Linked DNA regions of Mus musculus: regions 1, 3 and 4 are each linked to region 2. Evidence: chromatin contacts called from public ChIA-PET data. All regions are on one chromosome and are shown on one strand. Each heading gives the region's core, a stretch centred on a gene start, on an enhancer-like site or on the middle of the called end of the contact. The rest is flanking DNA. Distances are from core to core; before and after follow the strand shown. Region 1 overlaps Niban1 (niban apoptosis regulator 1). Region 2 overlaps 1700025G04Rik (RIKEN cDNA 1700025G04 gene). Region 3 overlaps Gm36920 (a long non-coding RNA gene). Region 4 overlaps Tsen15 (tRNA splicing endonuclease subunit 15).

Region 1 (2,978 bases), core at 148-2,647, 330 kb before region 2:
ACACACACATGCATATATAAATATAATATCTTTTGAATATAATATTTTTTAATTTAATTTTAGTGTTTTATTTATTCACTTTGCATCCTGCTCACAGCCTACCTCCTGGTCACCCCCTCCCACAATCCTTCCCTCATCTCCCCTCCCCTTCTTCTCTGAGCCTGTGGGAGGACCCCCTAGGTTTTCCCCTACCCCCACCCTGGTACTTCAAGTCTGTGCGAGGCTTCCTCTCCTACTGAGGCCAGACAAGGCAGCCCAGCTAGTAGAATATATCCTACATACAGGCAATGGCTTTTGGGATAGCCCCTGTTCTAGTTGATTAGTTTTTATAAAGTAGTTTTGAAACATTAAACCATAAAGTGTTAGAAAAGGGTCCCGAGGTATCTGGGTCTTGCTTGACCATAATCTACCCCTGAAGCTCTGTCCCTAGTCTTTTGCAATGTGGAGATTTTATGAGATGGTTTCTAATCCACAGTAGTGACTCAATTGACCTCGGTCACCTTCACTGCGCGCCCTGTCTTCCTTATTCTAGATTAAACCCTAGGACGAGCATCCTCAATGGCTTCCCCGGGAGGGCGCTGTGAACTGGAACTGGGGAAGGGTTAGGAGAGTCTGTGGTAAGAAACCGCAGAAGCCCGGGGAGGGGAGGAATGCTGTTATATAACTTGCCCAAATCGCTCTGCAGATCAGCTGACAGGGCTTGGTAGAGGTTATCCATAAAACAGAATTACAAGGCACTTCCAAACCTAGATCTGGCACGGCAGCCAGAGTCACAGTATACACTGACTCCACAGGCCTGGGAGCTTTGGGGCTTTGGTTAGCTCAGGCATGTTATAAATCTGCACAAGTGGAAAAAAACAAAAAACGATGTCTCTCTGGCTGGCCCCCCGAATAACTGTCCCCGAGAGGCCTAGGAAAGCAAAGCTTCCCTTGCAAAAATCCTTAATCATCTCTCTCAAATATGAGTTTTCCACGCAGCTGCAGAGATGAGGACCTGGGAGAGACCAAGGAGAACAGAGCATTCCTAGACATTTCCTGGCCCTGGGGATAGAGTGTTGAATGAATAGCTACAATGTGTCTCCCACATGCCTGCTAAAATGCTTACAGTTTCCCAGGGTTTGTCTGTGCTCTGGACTTGATGAACGTTTTGCCAGCGAATTGGATAGGCACAAAGAAGGCAAATCTAGCAGTTTTCCTGGCTCTTGGGTGAAAGAGGGTATGGGGCAGAATTCCAGTTTTGAAATGGTGTGTCAGGTGGGGCTGGTCTCAGCGAGTTGCCACTTAATAGGGATAAGCTTTAAAAGCTGGCCTGATCTCAAAAGTAGAAGTGCAAGTCAGGGGACGCTTAGGTTGGCAAGCATCTCATATGAGAAGAAGTTTATGGATTTGATTGGATTAAAAGAAATGTGTGAGTCACCCGGATGCTGTGGCCACATTAAAGAAGAAACCAGAAAGGGGCAGAGAGTATCACGTGTTTTGTGGTGGGTGCTAGGACGAAGAGTGTGATACCTTAGAGCCCATCAGGGGGGGAGAAAAGAAGGGTAAAAGTAGAAAGATCCAAAGGTAAACAAGTTGTTTAAAGAGGAGTTGAGGGAAAGTTAGTCCACTCTGTGGGTACCTGGGAATCAGCCCAGCTATGGAAGAGGAGTAATGAGAACTAATTTACTCTCAGAGACAAAGTGGATGGTGTGTGTATGTGTGTGTGTGTGTGTGTAAACATAGTGGCTCAAAAGAAGTGGTAAACATTTAAATTTTCAAATAATTAGAGTAGTTCTGGAATGGAAAAGAACCATTTCATTAAATTCTGAACTTTCTGTCACTAGATCTATTTGAGCCAAGGCTGGCCTTCTGAAGGTTCTCAACACTGAAAACCTCACGGTCAGTGAGCATTGAGATCACTCCTGATTCTCATAGTCTATGGTTTAAATAGCCGTGAATGCCAAGGCCACGCAGGACACACCCCTTGGCTCTGACTCTGGCCAGCTGTGTGACCTTCAGCTAAGACATGAACTCCCCCCCCCCCATTTTCTCCATCTGGCTTTAACAGATGCCTCAGTTGCTCCCCTGCACACCCGGCCCCCTGTGGAGTCTTTAAGTTAGACCATGTGGGAAAAGGAAATTCTGGCCCGCTTGCTACCTGCCCTAAGTCTTCCTGCAGAGGGAAAGCTTTGCGGAAGAGCAGGAAGTTCCCGAAGGCCACCGAACTAAAAACCCTCAGATTGCTTATTGGCAGGAGAGAGGGTAGTTAAGAAGGTACAGTGTGTTCCCCTGAGACCTCCTCACAGGATGCTGATGAAGTAACGGGTAATCTGCTTTCTCTCAAGCACCTGTAATGAGTTCAGCTCTGCCTCTGCAAACAACCGAGGAGGAACAATGGAGGTCGGATTACCTCAGCACAGCACTCCTCTGTCTTTGGCAGACTTCATTCTGTTTGCTTACTGAGCTGGCGATGGTCTTCTGAGTTTTGCTCCTCATCACCAGAGCAGACACTCACAGAGAAACTTACCCTGTGGCACATCTCTTCTCCAAGTTTTTTCTTTGTTTGTTTTTTTTTTTCTCCATAAATCAATTTGTTTAATTAGCTTATAAGCTGAAAAAAAATCTAATAACAGATTGGCAAATTAGATCTGTCTCCCACTATCCAAGAGGGGAATTTAAGATTTCATTTGTCCTAATGGTGAGAGCTCTCTGTCTCCGGATTCCATTGCTGACTGACTGTGACTTCTTCTGTGGGCGCCTAGTTCCTTATCCCTTTCTTCTCTGCCTGAGGCGAGGCTCTTCATTCCTGCACCATCGCATGCTCACTTCCTGACACCCCTTCTTTGACTTTTGTCAAGCTAATATCATTGTCTCCAAATTCTATTTTCTTCCCCCCTCCCACCCCATATCTTTAGTGCTACACTTGTCCATGCACAGGCCAGCTTGTTTGGACATAGACATAGCCGGCTGTGGACAGGATATAAACTCTCTCCTCCAGT
Region 2 (2,820 bases), core at 192-2,691:
GGAAGCCCCTTTCTTTCCAAGTAGGAAGTCTATGAGCAAACCACCTCACACGGGCATGGGGGAGACAACCCGCACAGACAGGAACCTCTCTCCACACCTCTCGCCACCTCTCCAGAATCAAAGAGAAAACAAAAAGAGCGGTGAACTAACACAATCACTGGGGTTCTGAGAAATAGGAGGCAAACTCACCACTCCCTCCACAGTCACCTCAGGTGACTTTGTTTTTTAATTCCAACTTCACATTTGAAATGTCATGCTTCTTGTGTGGTTTCTCACAAAGACATCTGAAGCCTTCCTCTTGCCCAGCTGTGAATGTTCAAGACCCTCAACTGATGAAAATGGAGCAGTACCAACACGGCATATACCATGCTTTTCCTTATACACGTATTTACAACAAAAATTACTTTACATTAGACACTGTTAGCGAGTGATGGTGATTACTAGTAAGTAGAATCATTACACCGCACTAAGGCTCATGGGAACATGTTGTTCTCTGTGGAACGAGTCAGGACTCTTAGGATCTTCATGGACCATGAAACTGTGAACGCCAAGACCACAGGTGAGGAGAGACCTCTAACGTGGGAAGCTGACAGGAGTTAACCTCTGACCCTGAGTAGCATTACAGTGCTTCTCATTCTTCGAAGCTGTGTTCACATTAAAAACGCACTAGGATGTAAAGTGTTATAGTTACATGAAAACAAATGTTTGTCAGCTTCAGGCTGACAGATATATATTTATATTTCACAGGGAGGGGAAAAGGTAGAGGAAAGAGGTGAGGGAGAGTGGGAGAGAGACCTTGAACTCCTGGGCTCAAGTGATCTTCCTGTTTCAGACTCTCACTAGCTGGGGCTGAGGGCATGTGTTACCACATGCAGCTAATTACGCTTTAATAACCTCTGTCACTCAATAAGAACTGGTGCTCAACCACTGCTCCATGTGCAGTTTATTTCTGAAATACACTATAGCGTATAGCTTATAGCAGTATTTTGATTTTAAAAGTGGCATGTTCAAGTTTTACAAGCTTATTGAAACTATATTTTAGTAAGTTTACCCTCTGGTGGTACTGGAGTCATTTGAGGCTCAGACCTCCAATTTGTAAAGTTAATCACGCACAGATCACTGAGGAAAAGCTTTAAATATGTCACAAGCACCTGTCCAATCATTCAATCATTTAATTAGCAGATGTTAATTGGAAACTCCTTAGTAATAGACAGTGATTGGTAGGTACCAAGCTCACGGTGGTAAGCAAGATGAAATATGATTTTCCTCTCTGCCCCCATAGAATATAAAAGATCAGTGAAGGAGGTAATTAGACCAGCTTCGAGGCAATGTGGTCCAAGCTCCTGCAGATTGAAAACACCACGACGTCAGGGCGTTCACCCCACAGGCACCTGACTCAGCTTTGAGAAAGTGAGCCTAGAGAGGTGTTGGGGTTGAGACCAGACCACATCTAAGGAACCATCATTAAAACGCCTTTGAACTGCATGTGTAATGTCAAGGTTACATCTCCACTCATTCTCAGTCAACGTAAGCTGTCCTTCTGAGCGGACTTTAGAAATGTCTCCCTAAGACTGCTGGGATCACCTGCTCAGGAGAACTCCCCTTTGGTTCTCACCTTCTCATACACATCAGCTTCCTTTCAGCTTCCATCTTTCCTTCAGCTAGGCCTGAGTTCTTTTCCAGCCCCCACCGCACTCAGAGGCAAGGCAAACAGGCACGCCAGACTCCACATTTTCACACCAAGTTATTAACAGCAAGCTATTGCTTGAAGCTGCAGATCGCAGCGTGAGAACTGAGCCAAAGCACCTCTTTGAAGTTTGATGGACACTTCTAAAACTGACTCACAGGTTCGTCTGTCTTCAAGCTATCTAGGAGACAGGACCATCATGCATCTCAGAAAACACAGAGCCAAATTAACTGCTTATGGTTTTGTGTATAGCTCTCCTCAAATGATTGGGGGCCCTACACATCATCTCTAATGTCCTCAAAATGTGGGCACCACAAAACCATGACCTAAACTAATCCAATGCCATTTTTATAGACCATTTCCCTAATTTTTACAAAATCCATCAACAAATTTATGAATCTAATTCAGATTTTTTTTAAATGAAGAACTTCAAACTCGTGTGACCCTGCATGTGCACCCTTTCCCTATAGCATGTTTCAAAGTTCTCCAAGCATCATGGGGTTGCTACTGCATACTAACTCATGGCACACCATGGAAAATTCCACCTATATGCACACATGAATTTCATATGCATGCCCATCACAAGGAAAAATGGGAAGCAGGGTTTCACTTTTAAAAAACCACTTTCAGAAAACTTAAAACCAGAACAAGAAAAATTCAATTTTTTGAGGACAATCCAAGAGATTAAATGAACCCCTTTGTTTAAACAAAAAGGCTACCAGTAAAGATTTTTTATTACATAATGTTATAGGTAATTCTACCTCCTACCAATTAATCAAAGACCTTTTCATTTTGAATAGGAATTCCAAAATATTTGAAATAATTTTCTAGTGAAAAAAAAAACACATCTGAAAAAAAAGCAAATTAAAAAAAAAAGATAAACCCCATAAAGAAACCCAAGCCCAGAAAGAACGTGGACATGAAGGCCCACACAAGGGTTGCAGGGCTGGAAAGAAATCAAATATTGACTGCAATGGGCACACAGAGAGCTATGAAGACAGCAGTTAAGACAAAGACGAAGCTGCATGATTAATAGACCGAGTGAAGTGGCCTCCTTGTACTTCTGATTAAAAAGGGAAGCCAAGACAAGGCATCATGTAAAAATGCCTTCCTTTTAATGAAGAAAGAGCCAG
Region 3 (2,700 bases), core at 53-2,552, 260 kb after region 2:
ATAAGGGTACCCTGAAGTTGGTAAGAAGATCCTTTTGTAGTTAAACAGAACCCACCTCAGGGCTGGAGAGATGGCTCAGCAGGTAAGAGCACTGACTGATCTTCCAGAGGACCTGGGTTCGATTCCCAGCACACACATGATAACCCATAACCATTGATAGCACCAGTTCCAGGGGATCCAACCCTCTCATCTGGCCTCTGCCAACACTGCATGAGTGTGGTAGACAGACAGACACGCTGGCACTCACACATATATATTAATTAAATAAAAATTTTATAAAAGTTCGTCTCCACAATTTATCAATTTGATGAACTTGGATTTTTATAGATTGAGTTCCCACTAAAAATATACACCTGAGTAATCTAGGAGAACTTCCTAGAAGACACAGACTTGGTAGGAATCAGACACTGGCTAACTCTCTTCCTTAAATAGCTGTCCATTCCCATGCAAGTGCAACCACTGAATTCAGCTTCTCTCCCCCAGCTGCTGGTGCAGTGGCTTTGCTGGGGTACACGCTCTTGCTGTGAGCTGTGCTATCCACTGCAGTCCTGCAATGAGGAGGAGCCAGGAAGCATCATTGCCTGCCAGCCAGTTCAGGCCGTGCATTAGCAGTCAGCCTACCTCGGCCGGCCTTGCTGCGCAGGCTTGGCCCAATCTGTAAGGCAAGGCAATTTTCCATCTCTAATTTTCTGCAAACTCACTGTCCCCTAAGAACAAATAGCTATAATCAAAATGCCTCCTGTTGACTTTGCAAAACCTTGGAGCAAGGCTAACCACAGGTTTCTAAATGCTCATCTTCAAAGCAGATCTTTAAGGATGTAAACTCAGGGGAGGAAGAGCTTCAAGAGAAACCACTGCAAAGGGCGGTGGAGCTGTGGGCTGGGCATGGTAAAGAGCACCTTGTCCATCCTCCGCACCTTGTCACGTACAGAGCTTTGAAAAGGACTTTTTTTCTGCATTTGGTCTAATAGAATAACAAGCATAAACAAGAAGCAAAGGTTGCTAGAGTCTGGTGTCTACACAAGGTTTTGGAAATGGCCAGCATATACATAACTGCTAAGTCGCAGATAATGGGTGGGGGGAGGGGCTGGCATTGTCAGAGAACAGCCTGAATAATCGTCTTCTAAACAGATGAACTCTGATTCTTCCATTACTCACTTTATCCGTAATGTGTGCTGTGGACTGTCAACTCACGGAGCTGAAGAGGAATTATCCATGCAAGGCACAGACTTACGCTCAGGCTGCTCTTGTTTGCAGGAGATGAGATTAGTGCATAGGGATGAGGTAAGACAGCGGAAATTGACGGCCACCAGGTAGAAGAGATGCAGAGAGTGGGTGACAGGAAGCCAGGGGTGGAAGAGGGTTGAGGTGGACTACAGTTGTCAAGAGAAGTTCAGTGGAAGAGACTTTGCACAGGTTAGGATTTGGAGAGCAACAGAAGCAGGTATGGAGGGCGGGGGGGGGGGTGTTCTAGGAGAGGAGAAGCAGGCCAGGAGTGTCTTTTTTTTTTTTTTCTGCTTGTCAAAGTCTTTGAGGCTTTTCGAAGATGAAAGCCTGCGGATATCTCTGTGTCTTCACAGAAAACCAGTCCAGTGCACACAGTTACATAAAACATGGGGGCACTAGATGATGTCCAAAGGGACAAGTTATGTATTACAGATTTTTAAAAATAGCATCTTATATTCTAAACAGCATAAAATTGAAACCGTATTTCACCTTTTCCTTAGCTTGGAATACTCGAAATGTTTAGTTGTAAAAGAAATAATTATTTGAACAGATATGATCAAAAGTGCATGCCTGTGTGTGTGTGAGAGAGACAGAGAGAGGGAGAGAGAGAGAGAGACAGACAGACAGAGACAGAAAGAGAGAGAGACAGAGACAGAGAGAGACATAGACAGAGACGGAGCATGCACTCTGACCGAGCAGCAGCAAGTCCGAGTGACCCACCTGTTTCTCCCACACCAGTGCTGGGTTTGGAAGCCTGTGCTACCACGTCTACATTTTTTAGGTGGGTTCTGGGAATCTGAACTACAGAGTTGATGTTTATGTGGGAAGCACTTTCCTAAACAAGCCTAGCCTAGCTACCCAATGCTAGTGTGTGTGTGTGTGTGTGTGTGTGTGTGTGTGTTTTAGACAAAAATCTCATTAGGTAGCCCAGGCTGGCCTGAAGCACAGAATTCTCTTGTCTCAGCTTCTTGGCAGACTCTCATTTATATCTGTGATTATTTCCTGTTGCTCTCTAACCAAACAGCTGTGTTTGGAATGGGTGAATAAGATTCCATTATAATGAAAAATATCACAAACCTGCCACTTGGGGAGAAATTTTTGAAATGCTGAAATGGCTGAGAAGATAGTTTGCATCCCATTTGATGATTAAGGGAGAGCACTCTACAGTTCAGATGAAAAGCTGTGTTAGAACCATACACCTGCCTGCAAGCAGGATTTTAACCGGCAATTTGGCTTCTAGGTAATATATGATGACCTACACAATAAATTAATCTTTTTTTTTTTTTATTTCACGAGAAACACAAGGCCAAAACAGTGCCAAGTATGCTCCCCAGAATTGCTTGGCCATGTTCCCAGATGGTTCAACAGCCTAGCTCATCAACCTATTTGCTAGGTGGAGTCTTACTCTTCTGGTCTAACCAGATTGCAACATGTTCTTGTCCCACAGCCCCTGGTATCATGGGACAATAGTAT
Region 4 (2,973 bases), core at 285-2,784, 360 kb after region 2:
AAATAAACTTCTACTTCTAAGCTACCTGACCTACAGTAGTGTAGTGATTAAGACATGAATATCTGGTACATTAATAAATGGACAAATTTTAACAAAATCTTGTCTCTACTCAGTAGCCCTAAAACAAATGTCAGTCTTTAGATATTGATTTTATTGAGGGAAAGTTTCTCGGAGTCATCAAACAATACAGCTGGACATTATAATAACCCCACTGACAGATGACCTTCCCACCTTTGGCCATTTGTGAGCACACAGAGTTGTTATTCAAAGGCCATTAAGCAGGTCACACTGCAGAAGAGGCCAGTGGTGAGAAACAGCAGTTACTGGCCAGAAAGAAGATGAAGCGAATGATTAGCGGCCCAGAGGACAGCGCATTATTCTGTAAGGGATTAAGGTAAACATATAGCTGCCAGATAACCCTCTCCTGACAGGAGCTCTGTATGCCTTGGCAAGAAGCACCGCACAGCAGTAGGAAAGTGGCTTCCTGCTGGGATAGCAATGGAAAAAGTGACCTCACAGAGGAATTCAGCACAGAAATGCTCTCTGAACAAGAGATGAGACCTCGAGTAAAGCTTTAAGTTGTTTGGTTCTAGGCTTATAAAACTGTAAAGATGGTCCAGTCAACGAATACAGATTACATGAGAACGCTGTTACACGCTTGCTCCTCTGCTGGAATCTTTGAATTCACAAGTGTCTCTGCGCCCATGTTCTCTACAGCAGTCCTAAGGTGTGGAGAGAGTCTTCTAAAGCCATCCAGGCAGGAGAACAAAAGAAATCAGTCAGGAGCTATTGGACCTGGGTGACTTCACGCTGCCCTGAGCCTTCCCAGCAGAGGGCACAACAACCAGGAACTCGGGGGAGAGCAGGCAGAGAGAAATCCCACAGTCTTTTCCTCTCCTTCCAACTGGAAAGAAGGAAGCAAGCTTAAATGGAATACAGCAGCGATTCACGTTGAGCTTAGGCACTGTGTGCTAGTTAACTAATCCTGAATCTCACTGAATAAATCAGGCTTTTGCAAGCAAAAATGAAATGCATATGGATTGAGGGGGGAAAAAAGTCTCTCCTATTCACCCCTTCCCCCAACAGGCTTTTGCTTTTAAATATAGATTTACATTTTAAGCAAAGCCTGACTCAACTCCCATATTTAATGCCGGTAGTGTGTAATTTTAAAGGTCTGTCAGAAAGAGGGGGTGTGGGCACCCTTATTTGTACTTTTATTTATACCACTTCCCACAGATTGAAACAATTCGAGAACTCTTCTCAAGAAAAACCACAAGCTAATTGGAGCCTGCAGTCTGGAGATGCGCTTAGTCTACAGCACCCTCTGCTGTCCATGTGGACTCCAGGCAAAAAGCAAGGCACTGTCCTAAGACCCAAGTCTACATACAGCATGCTTTGGTGTGTTTTTAAAAGAACATGGTTTCCCGTTCTGTTCTTCAGGACTCTTGCTATCTAATGGAAAGGTCTTAGGTAAACTCAGTTACAAAGTTAAACAGGCCACTTCACCGAGTTGTTTCACTGAGATGAGATGCTTCCCTTTCCTCCCTTCAGACTGTCGGGGCATTGCTCACATTAGCAGGCATCTAGCTGGCTCTGGCAGAACAGCTTTAAGCCACAGAGCATTCTGAAATCAACAATCCAAACTGCACAATGAAACTGAGTGCCGGCCTTAGACCTAAAAGGCCATTTTGGTCTTGTTACCTAGCTCTGACTCAGTGATCTCACCTTTTTATGTTGTTTTGTTTTGGTTTTGGTTTTGGTTTTTCAAGACAGGGTTTCTCTGTGTAGCCCTGACTGTCCTGGAACTCACTCTGTAGACCAGGCTGGCCTCGAACTCAGAAATCCACCTGCTTTCTTTCTGCCTTCCGAGTGCTGGGATTAAAGGCGTGCGCCACCACACCCGGCTGTTTCTGACCTTTTTAAGCTACACGTTTCTGTATGAAATGTAGATTGCTTTCTCCAGCACCAAAACGAAAGAATTCCTTACATGCAGTCCAATACGACCCAGTAGGAATTAAGGTTAGAAGTTATACCTTATGACTCTTGGATCTGGAACTGCCACACTGGAGTGGCAGAAACACGTTCTTCAAGCCTTCTGGGGCAGCAAAGGGAATCTGAAGTTGTGAAAGTCTTTCATCAAGAAAAAGTGGGTCTCGGGCATGGTCAAGAAAGCGCAGGTCAAGTACAGACCAAGAAAAGCCTGTTACACTCCGCATACTACTTCCAGCTTTTGTCTGGTTAGGTTTTTTTTGTTGTTGTTTTGTTTTGTTTTTTTGTTTTTTCCCATTCCTTTCACTACTACTTCCTAATGAGCCATGAGATCTGGTGTAGGTGGAAACTGTGACTTACTTCTAATTGAGGAACAAGGCAAAAGAGACGGGAGACCTGTGACATGAGACAGTAGGTCCAACCTGCTGACTCTCTTGGCTTTGAGAAAGCAACCAGTTGTGCTGGGATAGCCCATTTGACAAGGCACAGAATGCGGCCTCTACCAAACCCTGAGAGGCGGAGTGCATCACAGACACAGGAAGCTGCCACAGGCAACAACAGGCTGAGAGAGGAAGCGCATCTCAGTGGCACCTCAGTGAGACAGCAGCCCAGATCATAAAAGTGCTGTTATAAGGCTGGCTACACTGCTACCTTTAGCATGCAATGATGGATGATTACGACAGATTTCAAGATATTTTTTATTTTAAACCGTTTTATTATAAAAGTAATACAAATGACAAATGAAATGTGGAGAAGGACAAAGGCATCCACTTGCTGCCTGCCATCCTACTGAGACCACTATCAGTAATCTGATTGTCACTTTCATAGCCTGGCGTGTCATTCACACCCATGACCACGTTAATGCTCTTGTGTCCGTTTTCTTGCTGTAGCGTTTTCTCCGTACCACTCACTGATACCTGTCTATCGACTACGTGGGATGGCAGAGGCACTGCCAGGCTCCACAACTCTGCACGTATCCTTGGT

What was found. ChIA-PET counts read pairs in DNA pulled down with a chosen protein or histone mark.
Region 1: an RNA polymerase II ChIA-PET map of memory CD8 T cells shows a contact between it and region 2, with 19 read pairs. The contact joins two enhancer-like sites. A contact is called at or near these places in 2 of 484 Hi-C or Micro-C datasets (effector CD8 T cells and natural killer cells) and 1 of 115 datasets of contacts at active chromatin or transcription factors (memory CD8 T cells).
Region 3: an RNA polymerase II ChIA-PET map of memory CD8 T cells shows a contact between it and region 2, with 110 read pairs. The contact joins two enhancer-like sites. A contact is called at or near these places in 3 of 484 Hi-C or Micro-C datasets (CD8 T cells, LSK cells and the N1E-115 cell line) and 4 of 115 datasets of contacts at active chromatin or transcription factors (effector CD8 T cells, large pre-B cells, memory CD8 T cells and 1 more).
Region 4: a contact with region 2 is called in an RNA polymerase II ChIA-PET map of memory CD8 T cells, with 5 times the contacts expected there. The contact joins two enhancer-like sites. A contact is called at or near these places in 5 of 484 Hi-C or Micro-C datasets (the HPC-7 cell line, bone marrow-derived macrophages, cortical neurons and 1 more) and 1 of 115 datasets of contacts at active chromatin or transcription factors (memory CD8 T cells).

Annotation. Positions count from the first base shown.
Region 1 is chr1:151,683,819-151,686,796 of GRCm38.p6, forward strand. The region is part of intron 5 of Niban1 (niban apoptosis regulator 1); the gene reads left to right. Among named protein-coding and RNA genes, the nearest start is that of Gm41969, 52 kb to the right of the region's middle. Within about 2 kb of position 1,398, at least 164 of the 459 cell types and tissues checked have an H3K27ac peak or open chromatin away from gene starts, as enhancers often do. A contact at or near this core is called in memory CD8 T cells and natural killer cells, where this site is marked.
Region 2 is chr1:152,009,015-152,011,834 of GRCm38.p6, forward strand. All of the region lies in intron 1 of 1700025G04Rik (RIKEN cDNA 1700025G04 gene), which reads right to left. Among named protein-coding and RNA genes, the nearest start is that of 1700025G04Rik, 80 kb to the right of the region's middle. Within about 2 kb of position 1,442, at least 25 of the 459 cell types and tissues checked have an H3K27ac peak or open chromatin away from gene starts, as enhancers often do. A contact at or near this core is called in CD8 T cells, effector CD8 T cells, memory CD8 T cells and 1 more, where this site is marked.
Region 3 is chr1:152,269,284-152,271,983 of GRCm38.p6, forward strand. The region is part of intron 3 of Gm36920 (a long non-coding RNA gene); the gene reads right to left. Among named protein-coding and RNA genes, the nearest start is that of Gm36920, 19 kb to the right of the region's middle. Within about 2 kb of position 1,303, at least 26 of the 459 cell types and tissues checked have an H3K27ac peak or open chromatin away from gene starts, as enhancers often do. A contact at or near this core is called in CD8 T cells, effector CD8 T cells and memory CD8 T cells, where this site is marked.
Region 4 is chr1:152,368,062-152,371,034 of GRCm38.p6, forward strand. It overlaps Tsen15 (tRNA splicing endonuclease subunit 15), which reads right to left. Exons shown (of 5, transcript NM_025677.3): 5 at 2,674-2,973. Among named protein-coding and RNA genes, the nearest start is that of Tsen15, 17 kb to the right of the region's middle. Within about 2 kb of position 1,535, at least 38 of the 459 cell types and tissues checked have an H3K27ac peak or open chromatin away from gene starts, as enhancers often do. A contact at or near this core is called in memory CD8 T cells, where this site is marked.